Linked DNA regions of Mus musculus: regions 1 and 2 are each linked to region 3. Evidence: chromatin contacts called from public HiChIP or PLAC-seq data. All regions are on one chromosome and are shown on one strand. The core of a region is the stretch at or near the end of the contact, and the rest is flanking DNA. Distances in the headings are between cores, read along the strand shown.

The links. HiChIP or PLAC-seq counts read pairs in DNA pulled down with a chosen protein or histone mark.
Region 1: a FOXA1 HiChIP or PLAC-seq map of pancreatic cancer cells shows a contact between it and region 3. The contact joins the promoter of Gpr85 here to the enhancer-like site in region 3. A contact is called at or near these places in 3 of 39 promoter capture datasets (the 3T3-L1 cell line, the C10 cell line and cranial neural crest), 2 of 484 Hi-C or Micro-C datasets (the HPC-7 cell line and cortical neurons), 4 of 115 datasets of contacts at active chromatin or transcription factors (bone marrow-derived macrophages, embryonic forebrain, neural progenitor cells and 1 more) and 1 of 9 other capture datasets (adipose tissue).
Region 2: a contact with region 3 is called in an HNF4G HiChIP or PLAC-seq map of pancreatic cancer cells. The contact joins two enhancer-like sites. A contact is called at or near these places in 5 of 39 promoter capture datasets (the 3T3-L1 cell line, the C10 cell line, embryonic stem cells and 2 more), 1 of 484 Hi-C or Micro-C datasets (the HPC-7 cell line) and 1 of 115 datasets of contacts at active chromatin or transcription factors (pancreatic cancer cells).

What each region holds. Positions count from the first base shown.
Region 1 is chr6:13,838,144-13,841,726 of GRCm38.p6, reverse strand. Gpr85 (G protein-coupled receptor 85) reads left to right here and starts at 1,785. Exons shown (of 3, transcript NM_001330667.1): 1 at 1,785-2,085; 2 at 2,548-3,167.
Region 2 is chr6:13,814,846-13,818,671 of GRCm38.p6, reverse strand. No RefSeq gene overlaps it. Among named protein-coding and RNA genes, the nearest start is that of Gpr85, 23 kb to the left of the region's middle. Within about 2 kb of position 1,456, at least 13 of the 459 cell types and tissues checked have an H3K27ac peak or open chromatin away from gene starts, as enhancers often do. A contact at or near this core is called in pancreatic cancer cells, where this site is marked.
Region 3 is chr6:14,113,166-14,116,823 of GRCm38.p6, reverse strand. It overlaps the pseudogene Gm23760. Among named protein-coding and RNA genes, the nearest start is that of Gm38767, 96 kb to the right of the region's middle. Within about 2 kb of position 2,208, at least 9 of the 459 cell types and tissues checked have an H3K27ac peak or open chromatin away from gene starts, as enhancers often do. A contact at or near this core is called in pancreatic cancer cells, where this site is marked.

The sequences.
Region 1 (3,583 bases), core at 536-3,035, 270 kb after region 3:
TCATTGGACAAAAATCTGAAATAGGTTAACTCTAAAAGAAGGTAGTTACTTTTTAAAATAAAATTATGTCTATTGATTATGAAGACCAAACTGATCAAATTACCTCAGTCATCCTAATCACAAATTAGTTGGATAACTTCAAAAAATTTTTCAGCCCAAAGATTAAGGTATAAAGTACTTTGTTGCATTTGCTTTGTACCTTAACTCAAAAAAAAATTTTTTTTCTATGTTTGGTGATACAAGGAATCAAAAAAGAAATTAGCTGAGATCAGTAACCCTACAATATGAGAACAAATCTTCAGTAATCGATACACTTTTTTGAGAACTTCTTGTTAATATGAAACCTTGTCCATCCACTAAATATATCTTTAAAACCCCTGTTGTTGAAAGATGCAAAATCTGGCTTTTTCTCCTGTAGCATTAATGAACTAAATTAAAAATTATTTCACTAGTTTTTGAGCACCTTGCAAGCCAAAAAAAATAAAAAAATTGGCATTTTTATCTAATAACTGGGGGGAGGGGGACCTGAAATAAGTGTAACTGTACTCAATTATAAAGGAAAAATTGCTCTAGTATACCTGGAAGTTGGTATAAAAGGCTTCTTCATATACATATCACTTTCTATTATCTTTAAGGAATCAATAAATGCTTCTTTTTTAAGATTTTTATTTTATTATTTTTATTTTGTGTGTGTGAGTTGGGAATTGAATTTATAAATCCTCTGCTCGCTCCGGTTAGCCCCGCTCAACTCTGCTTGCTGGGATTCGGACATTCGGAAGAGCAGTCAGTGCTCTTACTCCCTGAGGCATCTCATCAGCCCCAATATATGCTTCTTAAAGTATAAGATCAGTTAGCCGGGCGTGGTGGCGCACGCCTTTAATCCCAGCACTCGGGAGGCAGAGGCAGGCAGATTTCTGAGTTTGAGGCCAGCCTGGTCTACAAAGTGAGTTCCAGGACAGCCAGGGCTACACAGAGAAACCTTGTCTCAAAAAAAGAAAAGAAAAAAAGATTAAAAAAAAAAAGTATAAGATTAGTTAGCCCTATGCTTTTTGCCAAAATGAATTATTCCTTGTGGTCTGGCAATCTATTTTCACCTTTACATTTACTTTTAAATGTTTTCTTAACCTGAAAAACCTAACAACTTGTCAATGGTGGATATTTAAGTTAACTTACTTGAATCGCTTTTTCTATATAGTTTTTTTTTAATCTTAAAAGTTCAGCAAACAACCATTCTTTGCAAAACGCATTGAGAAGTAGAAAATTTAAGTAGAAAATTAATCTGTAGTTTCATAAAAAACAAATTTGAGATTTTACTTAAAAGTTGTACCCATCATATGGTTTTGAGTTCTTCTGAGTCGTGTTTCACAAAAACCAGGGTGTCTCCCTTGGGTGGAAATATTTTCAAGTTACTTCCAGTATTGTTGTAGGATTGACTCTCCTAAGATGCCTAAGCAAATGTTTTATGGATAACCAAAAGAACAGACACACACACACACACACACACACACACACACACACACATACACACACCCCACAGCTAATCATTATTTTTTTAATTGGCTAAAAAAAATCTCCAATCAAATCAGGGCAATTCAACATTATTTCAGTATTACTAACGTTGGTCTTTGTGTAACGACTGTGACATCATGACAGTGAAGTATTCATTTTTAAGCTTTAAACATTTTACCTCTATGTATCCAATAGAAATACAATATGTAAATTAACCTATATTATCTGTATGCTGATTGGCTTGACTTCCCCTGAATGTCACAATCTCACCACCCAGCGATGAGGTATTTTACTGCTGTCTCGAGATCGAATTATTACTGTAGAGAGATATTTTTTTCTATTTCATTAACAGATTATTATAAAGCAATAAGCTTGCAGGAAGACAAGCAGACGTTTCACCTTGGGAATTAATGAAAGCGTGCCTGCTAGCTTTTAAGGGGTGAAGAGTGGGTAGTTGTTTAAAATCTTACCCCACCCTCGCAAAAACTCTTTGGAAATGGGAGAATCGAGACGTGGATGATTCTTGGGGCGTTCCTAATCACCAGGTGTCAGACTATGTGGTGTTTGTGGACTGGTGTAAGTTTCCGGTATTCATCATATTCCTGGTATTATTATTTTTTAAATGTCTAATAACAAAAAAAGGGAAAGGGGAAACTCATACACTCCACCGCTTTGACATCAGCAACCTATTGGTCATCCCAGCTTGGAAGAGAAAGGAGAGTCTTGTTGCTTGGGGTGGGATGCGAGGAACAGCCATGTAAAATCTTTGTACTCCTGATCCATTAGTCACGTTCGAGAAGGTAGAATGAGTGTAGATCGGTTTTGCACTTGTCGCCTGAACTTAGCCTCTCCTTCCTTAAACGCAGATCTGCGTGCCTTCAAGAACAGATGACCACTGACAAAGACAAGGCTGCCCCAACCCGCTTCCCTTCTTCCCCCACTGGCAAGATTTTTGACTGTGCTTAATTTTTTTTCTTTCCTTTTTTTTTTTTTTTTTTTTTTTTTTTTAATTTTCATTCTTTCTTTTTCTCTCCCCAGCTAGCGTGCCAAATCAAAGATCAGCAGGGGGAAAAATCATTTGAGAAGAATTCTACAAGGCGCATCCAATGCTTAGCAGGACCACCCTGACAGAGAAAGGAAGACGATGTTTGGGGAAGGCGAGGGTTCGGGGCAGCTGGGGCGGAGGCGGCCGTCCGCGGCACGGTGGCTTCGTGCGCTGCCCTAGGGGAAGAGGATGGGCCTGAGGTCCGGGAAGAGCCTTCCCGAGCCCCCCACTGCCAATGCATGCGGGGAGGGAAAAGTTCCGAAGCTGCCTCGAGGGAACAAAAGCCTGATTTGGGGCCGGCTGAACTGGACAGGACTTTGAAGCAAAGCCAGCCTGCTCCGGAGACAGGCAGGGGTTCCTGCTGGCTCGGCGGAGGCCGGAGCAAGCCTCGCCGCCGCCCTCGCCACCGCGCCGCCGCCGCCGCGGCCCCTGCGTTACTGGGGGAGACGGTGCCGCTGCGACAGGGGAGGACGCGGCTGGAGCTGAAGGAGGCTCCAACGCGCAGGCGCCGCCGAGCCCTGCCTGGATGCTCAGTCAAGGCACTCAGGAAAAAAAAATCAGCAATTTATAGAAAGAAGAAGCTATAGTCTGTCGGGATATCCAACACCAACAGGTAGGAGGATATACTCTCGGTTAAGTTTGGGGGAGGGGGTTGCACCGTGCTGATGAAACTGCAGGTTCATCAGGATACAGCCCTCCCTGAGGGTTTTTTTTTTTTTTTTTTTTTTTTTTTGACAATAAACTGCATAATGGAAGTACATTCAGACAATGCATCTTCTAACGCTTATTGAGAATTCGGTTTCTGGAAACCTTTGCAAAGCTGAGGAATATGAGACTGCGAATCACGGAGAACCCTTCCCTTGCAGCACAGAAGCAATCTCTTCCCATCTTCGAGTATGTAATGCATATCTCTCTCTCTCTCTCTCTCTCTCTCTCTCTCTCTCTCTCTCTCTCTCTCTCTCTCTCTCTCCTTCCCTTCCTCCCTCCCTCTTTCCCTCCCTCCCTTCTTCCCCCTCCCTTCCCCCTCCC
Region 2 (3,826 bases), core at 207-2,706, 300 kb after region 3:
TCTCCTTACCTTTACCTACTGTCCCTAGCCTATCTGTCCCAGCAAATATTAAATCAACTACAGACTGTTCCAACAACTCACCAACTTCAGATGTTCCCTTAGAATCTTCATCCTAGACAGTTCCTAAGCGGCCGGCTAGCCCACGCAGTCTAGGCTCACAGACTACTTCGATGCTCCCTGCACTTCCCTAGCTCCAGATGGTCGCACCGAGTCTGGACACTGACTGACAGTGTCTCCTCTTTCCAGGCTTGATTAATGTTCCAGTCTTTGAACCTAGGCAATCTCCATTCAGAGTACAGGAGTATGGTTAATGCACTATTCACTGAGGAAGTCTTGCTTGATATCTTTCAAGTTAACATATCCTACCTTTATATATCTGAGTTCATCAGTTCTTCCCAAGTTGGCTTATATTCCCAAGTTGTCTGGATACTGCTCCATTACATCTTTCTGCTACCATCTCTGATCCTCACTTCCTACTCCCAGCTGGGGGTCAAGATGAGGAAGGACACTTTCCAATGGGTGGGAGAAAGCACTGTGACTCAAGCACTTTTCCTGTTTTCTGTTGCTCCTTCTTTCACATTGTGAAGAGTTCGTGGCACACAATAAATGTTGAATAAAGGATTCTTCCCTAAATTTGCCCTTCACATGTTTCACTTGCCTTTCAGTTGAACTCTCCATGTTCTCATCAAACTCCTGTCCCGAGTCACCCATGTACATTCTGAGCATTACCACCAAACATTCAGAATAGCCCACTAGGACCTAAAACGGTCCTTTTCTGATTATAATTTAAACTCCAACACCTAGACAATGCCTGGCCCAGCATCAGTATATATTTATTGCACAAATTCATAAAGTGATCCATGCAGAACATTGCCTGTTCCCTCCATGTTTCTGGCTAGAGTTATCTCATTGCCCGAATGAATGCAAACTCCTAACTGGATGGACTGTGTCCAGTACTGCCCTCCTTCCACATCATTGTATTGACTCCTGCCCAAACCAGCCTTATAAAAACAAACTTGACAATGTCTCTGCTCTTTTTGAAACCCTTTAGTGTCTACCTAATAGTCTTTGGATAAAGTTGCTTCCCTGTTGTAGCTTACAAAGCCACTTGTAACCAGGGCTCTATGTACCCTAACACCTGGTCTCTTATCACTAGATGTTTCCTCTCCAACTACACACAATGCTGTCTGCTGCCATGATCCCATGATTCCCTCTCTTGCCACTGTTTGCACGCCCTTTGAACTGGAAGACTCATTTTTTCATCTAGGCCTCTCTCTTAGTTAAGACATTGTTCTTGAATTGATCAGTTGTGGATCAAGTACACCACCTGTATTTTTCCTCTGCCAAAGACATTATCACCATATAACATTTTAATTGTCTATTTTACTCTCCTCCATTCTAGACATTAAGATTTACGCAGACATAGCTTGCTTATACTGATTCACTAATGACATGCATGAAGCCTACTGCAATGCCCAGTACCTAATAAGTCCTTGTAAGATACGGGAAGTATGAATAATATCCTCTAACTTTTTCATATCTTTTCAGAATAGTTTCTCAAAGTAGTTAATTTTTTATGTTGAACAGCACAAGAATCTATATCTGAAACAAAGGAAATATAACTTTAGGGGACTGTTAGGATTAAAAACAAACTGTTCTGGGTTGAAGTTAGAATAAATTATGTATAACTAAGAAAGACAAGCCAGTAACCACAGCAGGACAAAGGTCAGTGGAAGTTGTTGAGCAGCATTCTGCAAACATCCCTGCCTGTCCATTCTGAGAAGAAGTCCAGCACACTGAGGTCAAAGTAAGGATACACATGGCTATTAATAGATATTTGTGGCATGCATGAATAAGTAAGTGGGTGAATGAATGAGTGTAGATTCCTTCCAGTTGCCTGGATAGTGCACTCAGTTCCTGGGAGGTTTATGAGACATGAGCAAAGTCTCCTGGAGGAAAGCAAACACACCACTGAAGAAACAGAAGGAGGAATGGAATGGAATGTGGACTTGCTCACTGATTCTTCTAGATTATGACCTTGAGTGACAGCTGACCTATTATTTTTACTAAGTCCTCTGAGAAAATAGGTGTTATTACAGATGAGAAAATTAAATCTCTGAAGGAAAATGGCTTGCCAGTGGTGACTCCTACCAGAGCCGAACATCTGTCTTCCTGCCTTGAAAGACCAAGCTCTTGCTCCTCTACACCTCAGCCTCCCAATATAATCTACATTGTGTACTACAGCTGGCTCTCTGTCAGAGTCTTTGCATGAGTGATCTGCCTAGGCCTCCTTCTGACACTCAGAAAGAGAATCTTTAGAAAGAAAAAGTATTTTGTCTAGTGTCAAATAGAAAATAAGAATTAAGGCTGGGTTTTAAACCTAAATGTTCCTATTTCCAAAAATTCTTACCCTCTGTTGCTGATCCTGCTTTGTAAAGCTTATCTTCATCAGAAGAGAGGTCCAGAAATAGAGAGATATGACCAAAAGATGTAAGTTGACACAGCCCCCCATATACTGTGCCAGAGAAGAGATTAAGTCTTTTTTTATGTCCCTTTCTGGCCATGACTGATCTTATCAGAACCTCATTGTACTGGGATGATGGATAGAAAGACTGAAAGGAAGGGCAGGTGTAGGCCAACTGGACTTAACCTGTCCAGAGATTGATGTGGTTCCAGCATTGCATAACGGATAACAAAGCAAGTTAAATAGCAAACTGAAAATGAGGGACTCCTGATACAAATAATTAGATAGCGAGAGAGAGAAGGAAGGTGGAAAATGCAACACAAAATCATCTTGACTACTCATGTCAATCAACTTTCCCCAGGTATGAAAAAATCCCTGAGCTAACCATCTTGAAGAAGAAATAATTTTCATGACTCACAACTTCAGAGACTGGCTTCCATGCTGCTTGCTCTGTTTTCTGGGGTGTCGTCAGGCAAACCATCATATCAAGGAGTCCACGGCAGTGAAAATCTGTGCGCCTTGCTGCCGCCTGGAAGAAGAGGGGACAGAGGATGCATGTGGCAGATTACATTTCCCAAAGGCATACCTCAGAGACCCATTTCCTGCAGACAGGATGACATAGGTTCAAAATTCAGCTTCAGTTCTTAGATCATGTGTGATATCAGGCAAAACATTTTTCTTCCTGCATTTATTTTATTTTATTTTATTTTTTTACTACTTAATTTCTAACTCTCCCAATAATGAAGCACTGTGACTGGAGACCTCATGATCTGATAACTTCTTCTATGCTTCATCTATTAACATTCCTAAATTAGGGACCAACCCTTAAACACAGGAGGCACAGAGGGACATTAAAGACGAAAAACATAACATGACTTAGTTTGTTCAGCAAAACTTCTAGCTATAAACCAAGCTAAACTTTCATACCTGCAGGTGCCTTCTTTTCTGTTCACCTTAAATCCACTACCTTGGTCTATGTTATCGTGAGGGAGGGCTTGCACTGCTCTATTAAATGACAGACTTTCTTTTCGCTTAAAATGGACATAGCCATAAGCCACACAACTAGGGGACAGATTACAAAAATGTTTTTTTTTTGACTACAGGAAAATATGGAAGAGATTAATGTGTTGTGATTGTGATGAGCTTTCTCAGCAGGATTTAATTGTTTTCTTCAGTGTTTGTAATGCAATCAGATTATATTAAAAATAATAATGACTGTTAATTAGAAGATTTAATTTAGGCTGAAAATATTTTTTCATTTCTGATATACTAACTGCCAAAGGAGGCGGGGTTCTACCTGGAAATACTAATAGAGGATCTTATAATGTTCAGCCTCAATTCAGTTGTAGCAACTGTTGGACA
Region 3 (3,658 bases), core at 959-3,458:
ATCAACTCCTGTGTGTGTGTGTGTGTGTGTGTGTGTGTGTGTGTGTGTGTGTGTGTGTTGGTGCAATATCTACTTACCTCATTCTCAGCCATGAAAGTCTAAACCTAGAGAGGCTATTCTGTGGCAGATCACAACTTAAACCTTAAGGACTATGTCCTGGGATAAAGTGGTGATTGAAAATCAGGTTCTTCTCTTAGAAATCTGGACATGTTTTGAGGCAGTTAGAGTGTAAGCAAGACTAGAATTAAAACCAGGTGAGCTATTCTAAACCACATGAAAGACAGAGATTTCATTGTGCCCACGTGGAAGGCAGTCACTGGAACCTCTTTTGATCATAGTGGTTTATCTAAGTAGCTAGAGTAGATCTTGTTCTGTGTGAAACTTACAGGAACCCAACAAAACTACTACTCATCAGTCACTGTGATAGTTGATTTTGATTATCAGTTTGGCATGTAGAAATCATCCAAAAGGCAAAGGGTTGTGTCTGTGCGGGAAATGTTTCCAGACAGCTTACTGAGATGAGATGTACTCTGAATGCAGATGCCATTATTCCATGACGTGGGGTCCTGGAATGAACAAGAGAGAGAGAGAGAGAGAGAGAGAGAGAGAGAGAGAGAGAGAGAGAGAGAAAGTGTAAAGACAGCAGTCATCCCTCTTATCTTCCTGACTGTGGACATCATGTGACCAGTCAGCATATCCTGTAATTTTTTCCATCATGATGTGTTACATTTGCAAACAGTGAGCCAAGTCTTCCCTTCCTTCGTTGTTATGTTAGGTATTTCAACTCAGCAACGAGAGAAGTAATTAACATAAAAACATAATATTGTGTCTGTGTCCCTTGCTGTGATAAAACTGGGCATGTGAGCTGCAGGTCTTTAAGGGTGGGCATGAGAAGAATGTGGAAGAGTCTGCCTTACAGGACAGAAAAGTCTAGATGATTATAGGAAGGGTTCATAGGATGATATTGGAGGAAAGCCCAGAATGCTGAGAGAAGTCAAGAGAGTTACAGGTCTGTTCGTGAAGTGTCACAGGACAGCAAAAGCTTTACTAGACTCTGTGGTAAAGGCCGAGAACAAAATCTCACTGCTTTCTCCTCATGTTCTAAAATCCTGAATGAAGCTGAATTGAAAGATACTGTTTTGTAGAGGGAAGCAGTACAGCATTGAGGCTCTGGTATGATTATTGTTTACATCTTATATCTATAGAGAAAAAAAAACGTATATATGTATATACATATATGTGCAGTTTAACAAGGGAAAATATTAATTAATTTAAAATTGCATTCAAGATAGATGTTAAGGAAGCATTTGTAATCATTAAAGGGGTTCTTACTAGGAAGAAGAAAGTTCTCACTTCACTCTGAGATTTTAGAGAAGGTGTTATGAGGTTAAGATTCATGCATCAAGTGGTTCCAGCTTGTGTGTGTGTGTGTGTGTGTGTGTGTGTGTGTGTACATGTGCATGAGTGCACACCCACACAAGAGTCCAAAATTGTTCGATAAAGGCTAACATAAAATCTGAAGAAAAGTAAATTTTATCCTGTAAAAATGTAAATTCTTTTGAAAGAAGTGACTGAACTGAGAATGCTACTGAAGGGGTTCTCTGCTGAAAAGCAACTGCTTAACAGGTGTTTTCCACAGTTCAGCCACCAAGATACATATCACACTCTTCCCTGGGGAAGAGACCAGGCAGACAACACCTTGATCTTGTAGTATCAGAGTATTGGTGTTTTTGTTGTTGTTGTTTTAAGATTTTCAAACATTTTATTGGTTCTTTGCAAACTTCACACCATACAGCCTAATCTAACACATCTCCACCTTCCTTATGCCTGCTCTCCATCCTTGCAACTTCCCCCTCAGCAGAGGAAAGAAAATCTTGTGGAAGCTGTAGTGTCACAATGTGTCCCACTTCTTTGCTTGCAAATATTTGTTGCAATTACTCATAGCCTGAAAGGATATCTGTGACTCAGCTACACTGTCAATACTGGAACCTCACTTGGACTCCTCAGTTATTGCCCTGTGTCATGGAGATATGTTAGTTCTGGACTTGTAGAATCATCCTCCTTCATGTACTCCAGCAGTTCACTGACATGGTAGACATTGGGGTGGACTGATTGAAAGCCTTGGATCTGTAACTGAGAGGCATCAGACATGGTCAGCCAACCAGCTCCCATGATCTTGTGATGTCATGGGGCTTGTTTTACCTTCAAACACCAAATCCAGGGCCAGCTCAGCTCTTGGCCCTAGGCAAGATGCAGGGCCAGCTCTCCCAAGTGCTGCAGCAGGTTGGAAACTGGATTTGCTCTCCTAATCTCATGACCCTTGTACTAGCTCTCCCTCCTGCCCTAGGTGGCAAGGGGCAAGAGTCAAGGACACTGCCTCACACCAGCCAAGCCGCAGGGCCAGCTCTCCCACACTCACTCCCAACACCTACATCTAAAGCCAGCTCTACTGTGCTACCCAATTGAGATGCTAGGCCGGCTTTTCTGAGTGCTGTAGCTGATTAAGCTCAGAGACAGCTCTCCTGCTCTCAAGGCCCCAGGGCCAAAGTCTCCAGCCTCCCGAAGGTTGTGAAGGAAAAGTGGGTAAGAGATATCTTTCATCCATGCCACCACAGGGAAATGAGTGGTAGGGCCAGGTCTCTGACATTCACATCCTCCAGGCAGATAACCTGTAACTCCCAAAATGCAAGGTCTGCTCTCCTGAGTACTACGGCTGGCTATAGACAGGGTCAACTCTCCTCTCGTGTCTCTGGGGAAAGCCTTCCCAAGATGCCCAGGAGAGGGGTGGTGCCAGTTCTTCATACCCTTCAGATATCAACATGTCCCACTGGCAGCCCAAACCAGGGACATCTATTTGGCCTTTGGTGGTAACAGACCCCTTCTGCTGCAGTGCCACCATGGTCCCAGGTTGTTCTTCACTACCCTTGAATCTCCAGTTCTGCTTCTCTTTGCTATTACCACATCCTTAAGTTTCTCATTCTCTTCCATTTCTCTACTCCTTACTTGATCCTCTTAGCAATACGCAGGGTCTCTGAGTGTCTGAAGTCATTTAAGAAGTGATCTCAGGATTGCTATGTTCTACTCATGCATGGTAGTGCCAGGCAGGGAATATCTCAAGCCTGGTTTGCCCATCTCCAAGCCTGGGAGGCACCATCTCAAGCTAGCCCCCTCTCTGGGCCTCATGGTGATCATTTCAGGCTCTCTCCTCTGTCAGCCAACAAAAGCGATCATCTCTCTTGGGCTTACTCCCACCTGGAGCCTGTAGTTCTAAGTGGGGTTCTTCTCTATTCACATCCCCAGCTTGGTTGCATACCTGGCACGGAAGTGGTGTTTGTCTCAGACTAACTCCCTGTCCAGGCCCTCTGGCACCTGGGTGGTGGTGGTCTCATGCTTTTGTTAGATTATTAATCATTGAGATGTGTGTAGGCTATAATACTGAGTGTAGATATAACCTCTCTCCCCTCTGACGCATATGTAACACAACAATCAAACTTGCAATGCTCTTCGGGGCAGGAAAGTTGGTTTAACAAGTAAAATTCAACAATGTGGAGGAAGGTCATAGAAGCTTTACCCGACTTTCCAGAGAGCTGCTGAGGTCAGGCAGTATGTGAAAAGATCATATTTTCTTCAGGAGGACCCTGACAGGTCAATGCATGAA